Regions from separate parts of the Sus scrofa genome. Here region 2 is linked to region 1. Evidence: chromatin contacts called from public HiChIP or PLAC-seq data. All regions are on one chromosome and are shown on one strand. The core of a region is the stretch at or near the end of the contact, and the rest is flanking DNA. Distances in the headings are between cores, read along the strand shown.

Region 1 (2,850 bases), core at 118-2,617:
TGGCCTATGCCAGAGCCACAGCAACACCGGATCCGGAGCCGCATCTGTGACCTACACCACAGCTCACAGCAACGCCGGATCCTTAACCCACTGAGCAAGGCCAGGGATCAAACCCGCAACCTCATGGTTCCTAGCTGGATTTGTTAGCCACTGAGCCACAACAGGAACTCCCGGTATTTTCACCTTTCTCTATTTTCTTCTTCCCTCTGGCTCGTTTCCCTTTCCCACCTCCTTAGAGAAGAGCCCACCCCAGCTGCATAGACTCAAGTAAGTTCTTTCAATCAGGTTACCCCAAGTCACAGCCTTGTGGTGGCTGAAGGAAGAAAAAGCTGAGGGCCAGCTGCTCAGCCTTCTTGGGTGCTGGCTAGGCCAGGTCATGGAGTTAGCATTGGCTGGGAGGTGGGAGGCCTGCCTTCCAGCCACAGCTCTGCTTCCTTCCTGCGGTGTGACCTTGGAGCAAAGCATTTCTGCTCTTGGAGTCTCTCTTTCCTCTGCACAAGGTGGAGCTCGATCAAGCGATCTGAATTGTCTCTTCCTGCTGAGAAGTTGTGTTCATCTTCTCTTGGGGTTCAGGTAATGGGATGTGGGATGTCAGTCACCTCGGAAGAGAAGGTTTGTGTGTATGTGTGGATGGGGGCCTACCTGGGGTACCAAGGCTGAGGACTAGAGTCCATGGAGCCTCCAGAAACACCAGCCTGTGTCTATGCTGGAGCTATTGGTGACGGTCAGTAAGAAGTCGCTGGTAACCTGGGAGGTGCACTATACAGCGGGGGTGGAGGGGGCGCTATTAGTCTTCCCACAACCCAGCAAGGCAGTGGGATTTGTAGTGAAACGTAGCTTCAAGTCGAGCTGCCCCTGACCTCTCTGAGCCTCAGTTTGCTCCTCAGTAAAATGGGGTTAATGAGACAGCCTCTCCACGCCGGCTGAGGCTGGAGGTGAAAGATGTCCTAGAGGCAGCAACGGCTGCTAGGATCGCAGCGGCTGAATGCCAGGCAGAAGCTTTAGGAAGCCAAGCAGGACCTGGCGTGGGACGGAGGCCCGGAGAGGCGCACCTCTTAGCCGGGAAGCGGATCCGAACACACTCCACCGGGAAGAGGAGGCCGACGCCCACCCCCGACCCCTCGGATGCCGCTTCGAGCCTTCCTTTTCCCTCCAGGCGCCGGCCTGGGGTGCGTGGTCCCCGGCTGTCACCTGGACTTTCGAGGAGGGGGCGGGCGAGCGGGGCGGGCGGGAGGCGGGCCTTGGCGGCGGCGGCGGGGGCTGGGGGTGGGGCAGGGGGCGGGGGGCGGGAGGCGGGGGGCGGGAGGCGGGAGGCGGGGGCCGGCGCGGGGCCGGCGCCGGGCCGGGAGGCCGGCCACGTGACGCCCGCAGCCCCTGCCCGGCAGCCAGGCAGCGAGCGCCGCGGCGTCCCCAGGAGGTGGCGGCGGGCGCGGAAGCCCGGGCCGCGAGGGACTGGCCGTCGGGGCCCCAGGACGGCGGCCCCGGAGGCGCCCATGCCATGGAGAAGCTGGCGGCTGGGCTGGCCGGCCTGCGCTGGAGCATGGGCGCCTTCCCGCTCGACCTCATCGTCAGCCGCTGCCGCCTGCCCACGCTCGCCTGCCTCGGGCCAGGTACCGAGGGTGAGGGGAAGGGCGACTGGGCGACCGCGGGGCCATCGGGGACCCTCCCGGCAGGTGCTAGCGGCGCCGAGGGGATGCGGCCCCTGCCCTCCTGCTCCCCGACGCGGGCCCAGTGCCGCTCCTGGCGCCCCTCCCCGGAGACCCGGGGCTCACCAGCCAGGGGCCGCCTCCTCCCCGGTCCCGCGGAGAGGCACAGGGACAGAAACCTGAGACAGGGACTGGGGCTGGGCCCGGGACAGAGTTCTCCGGCCCAGCTGGCGCCCGGAGCGCGGCGGAGCCACCGAGCCCGCCCCGTCGGTGCACCCTCTTCCCCCCCGCTAGCCTCAGACCCCCGCCCGGGCGGCGCCCCCCTGCAGGCCTTTGTCTCCGGCCTCTCACCTCGATCCTCCCGCATCCCTTGGGTCCCGAACTCCGTCTTCCCACCGCTACCGCCCCCCAGCCCCGCTGGGTCCCTCTTGAGGCGCTTCTCGCACCCTCCTTTCGCGGCCGGAGGAGCAGCCTCCGGTCCTCGGGGACGGCAAGCCACCTCTGGGCTAGACTGAGCAAGGCTTCCCGCCGGGCGTGCCCCCCAAGCCCCCGGCTCTCCCCACATCTCGCCCCACTTCTCTTTGGGGCCCGGGGGCCAGGGCGGCTCTGCTGATGCTTGTGGGCCCCCGAGAGGCAGTGCGGAGCGAGGGGACTGTTGGAGGGAAGGGGGGCTGCTTGGCTGGGGGAGGGGAAGGAGTCGGGGCTGGCAGCCAGGCCGGGGGTTTTGTGTGTGAGAAGAATAGGGGTTTGGCCCGCGCTGGCACACTCGCTTCCCTGAATGCTAATGGGGCGCGCGGCCACAGGCTCCTCGCCTCACCGCGAGTGAAGCCGGGCAGCCCTTCCGCCGACCTGCGGCGGCGAGGAGCCGGCACAGTGAGCGTCAGCGGGTCCCAGGCGAGGGCTCCGTGAGAGCGTCCAGGCCTGGGCCGTCGGGCAGGGGTGCCCGGCCCTGCAGTGTCTTGCTGTCCGGATGGTCAGCGTGTGATGCTGAGACTGCCCATGTCAACAGCCAGGCTGTGTGTGTCTTCGTGTGAATGGAATAGGCTGGCCCTAGATTCTGCCCCGCCACTTCCCACACATCCTCTTTGGCATCTCCCCCGCCTAGGGCGTCCTTTTTGAGTTCCCCCGTCTGGCACGCCTCCTTTGGTCTCCCCTGACACCTCTGGCACTCTTGTCTTGTCTGCTCTTGTGCATCTGTTATAAT
Region 2 (2,849 bases), core at 24-2,523, 230 kb before region 1:
TTTAAAACCTACTTCTAAACTTCACAATAATAAATTTAGAAAAGGGGGAAAGAAGGATGGTTTTATCCACTACAACTTCGTGAGGCCATCGCTTTAGCTACGGAAAAGTCAAGGCTCAGTAAACTACACGTCCCACCATGCTTTGCTGCCTTGTTCAGAGTAGGTCTCTACGGAAACAGAAAAAAAAAAAAAAAAAAAATTCTACAAGTCCCACCTGTTACTTCGTTTCTAAACACCTCCAGCACTTTCAGCTGCAACAGCAAACATAAAACAAGAGCCTCGTGACCTCCGGCCGGATCCGGGAGCCCAGACAAGCAAGGGGCCCGGGGTCAGGCGGCAGATCTGCTACAGCGGGTGGGTTCTACCCAGCGCCAGCGCTCCCCTCTTCTTTCCGGGGCTGGGTGCACGCACAAGCCTTCTCCTATCTGCATCCAATGGGGGCTCTTCAGCCGCAAAAGGGAGAAGAACCGGTTACTGTGCAAGCACAACAGACTTCCCCATGCCGGGGCGGGGGCTACCACGGAGTCGGGGTGAGAGCGTCGCGACCCAGAGAGCAGCTTCAAAACACCAAGAGGATTCGTCGCAGAGCAGGGAGAAGCCACAGCCCCGTGGCGACCCTCTTCCGCTGGCGCCTCCATTCCCACAGGGACCACAAACCCGACACTAACCGCCGCCCTCGCCGCGCGGTTTTTTGCCCCCTCAGTCGAGTGGCAGGACCATTGACCCCCCCACCCCGCGCCGCTTCCCCTGCGACCGGTGGGCGGAGAAGGAACGAAAACCTCCTGGCTTTCCACTCCGCTCCCTCCTCCTTACCGTCTTGGCGGCCTCCGCCCAGGTCCTGCCCTTCTTCCTACGGCCCTTTTCCCTCATGTCGGGTCTTGAACTGACTGGGAGGCTCCCGTGTCCGGGCTCCAGCCGCCCTCCCTGCCTGCTCTGCCCTGCGCTGTTTTTCCCGCGGTGCCGGGAAAGGTGGGAGAAAGGGGAAGTCAGGCCAGAGGAGCACCCAAGCAGAGGAAGCGGCGGCGGTGGTGCGCGGGGTGGGGGTGGGGGGGGGAAATCTATGAAGCGGCCGGTCCTCCTGCTGCCGTTGCCACTGCTACCGCCGCTGCCATATTGGGTCCTTACTGTACAGGCAGCCGCTACGGTCATGTGACCGCTCCCGCGCGGCCGTCACTACTGTACGCAGCCGGCCGCGCGAGCGAGCGCGCGCGCGCTCCCGCCACCTGCGCCGGGCTGCGGAGAGAGCGAGCCAGCAGTGCCCGGCGCCTAGCCACGCCCCCGCCCTTCCGCTCTCCGCCTCTCCTCGCGAGCTTGCGCAAAGGGAAGGACCGACGCTGCGCTGCGTCGGGCGTCCTGCGCTTACGCCTACAGCAAAAACCTGCGGAAGCGGAACTTGATCCGTCCCGGAAGGTTTATTGAGCGGATTCTGACCGCGTTGGGAGGGCGTTACGGTGACTTTATAGACATAATCCTGGGGAGAACCGTGCTCTTCCTTCTAGGAGCAACCCTCCCAAGTATCACTTTCAATGAGCCTCGAAGTTGCGTTTTTTTGTCTATGTTCATTTTCATAAAGGCTCTCTTTTTGAAGGTTTGCAGTAATTCTAGCCTATCTGTTTATGCCATCTGATAGATGAAGCAATTTGAGTTTGAGTGACTTGCTAAACTCACGAGTCTGGAATGCGGTGAAACCAAAAATCAAATTACCGCCTCAGAGTCCTTTCTGTCTCCCCAGAGTGCCTCTCAAACTTAGGTGACCTTTATTTTAAGGCCACCAATAACTACATTCACACTTTTACTTGTGAATGTCTCATCAAGGACACAAATGGTGTCTTTTTTATCTGGGTGAGTTCAGTCCCTGGCACAGTGCCTGTACATATCAGGCGCCCAGTAAATATTTGCTGAATGATTCAGCTGTAGCTGTAGTCAGAAACCATTATTTGTAATGACCTTAACTGCCTCCTGAAAGATACAGAATGTGGCATCTTCCATCGAAATGTCCTTGTCTTGATACTTTGCAAAAAGGGCAGTAATGCCTACTAATCTCCCAAGTCCACCTGCTTCCAGAAGCTGCTTCCGGTCTACTAAATTTACTATGTTCTAAAATAAGACTGAGAGTTGGGCTGCCTCTTGGGAGAAAAGACAGTTGAGAACAATACTTATCTTGGAGTCCAAGGATGCGTTTCAGAAGCTCATGGCCCCTCTAAAATTATGGAAAGTATTTTGTATGTGTTAGTTGTGTATTTTTTGAGAAGAGGATTCATAACATTTCGTCATTTTTTTAAAGGAGTCTTTTACACACGTACACAAGTCTTAAGAGGGCGTCTGAGAGGGCTTCTGGAAACTTCTTTATCTTTCCCCTTCAACCATTGACAGTCAAACAGCCCCATATCAGCAATTGATACGGTCATGTTTTCACCAATTTCTTTAGTGATAGCATGATCCGTAACACTCAAGGGATGTACCGTCTCCCTCTAAAGCCTAGGTCTATAGTCTGTTCAAGAAGCAGCTCTCCATTCCTAGCCATTGCCTGGGACTTGTCATCTAGCCCTGTTGCCTGAGAATTTTACCTCAGCTTGTTTTCAGATCTTGCTAGGACAGATTTTCCCGCTGTCCTTACTTTGCTTTTCTGGAGCTCCATTCCCAGATTTTAATTTCAAGGGTAGGGGTTGTGGTAATGCAGTTCCTACTTGTTAAACTTCAACAGATCTGGATAATTTTGTTGTTATTATTATTAATAATAATGAATTATAATTCCCCAGAGACTATGTTTGTTCTAGTGTGTATTGATTCAATTTGTTATGCCTATTTGCCTCTCTCACATCATTTTCATTCAGTTCTGGATTTCCCTA

The links. HiChIP or PLAC-seq counts read pairs in DNA pulled down with a chosen protein or histone mark.
Region 2: a contact with region 1 is called in an H3K27ac HiChIP or PLAC-seq map of alveolar macrophages. The contact joins the promoter of ASXL2 here to the promoter of GAREM2 in region 1. A contact is called at or near these places in 1 of 5 promoter capture datasets (fetal liver), 1 of 47 Hi-C or Micro-C datasets (epiblast stem cells) and 1 of 2 datasets of contacts at active chromatin or transcription factors (alveolar macrophages).

The regions. Positions count from the first base shown.
Region 1 is chr3:112,816,100-112,818,949 of Sscrofa11.1, reverse strand. It overlaps GAREM2 (GRB2-associated and regulator of MAPK protein 2), which reads left to right and starts at 1,367. Exons shown (of 6, transcript XM_003125325.5): 1 at 1,367-1,610. The coding sequence starts at 1,499.
Region 2 is chr3:113,043,212-113,046,060 of Sscrofa11.1, reverse strand. It overlaps ASXL2 (putative Polycomb group protein ASXL2), which reads right to left and starts at 1,273. Exons shown (of 13, transcript XM_021087739.1): 1 at 814-1,273. The coding sequence starts at 1,149.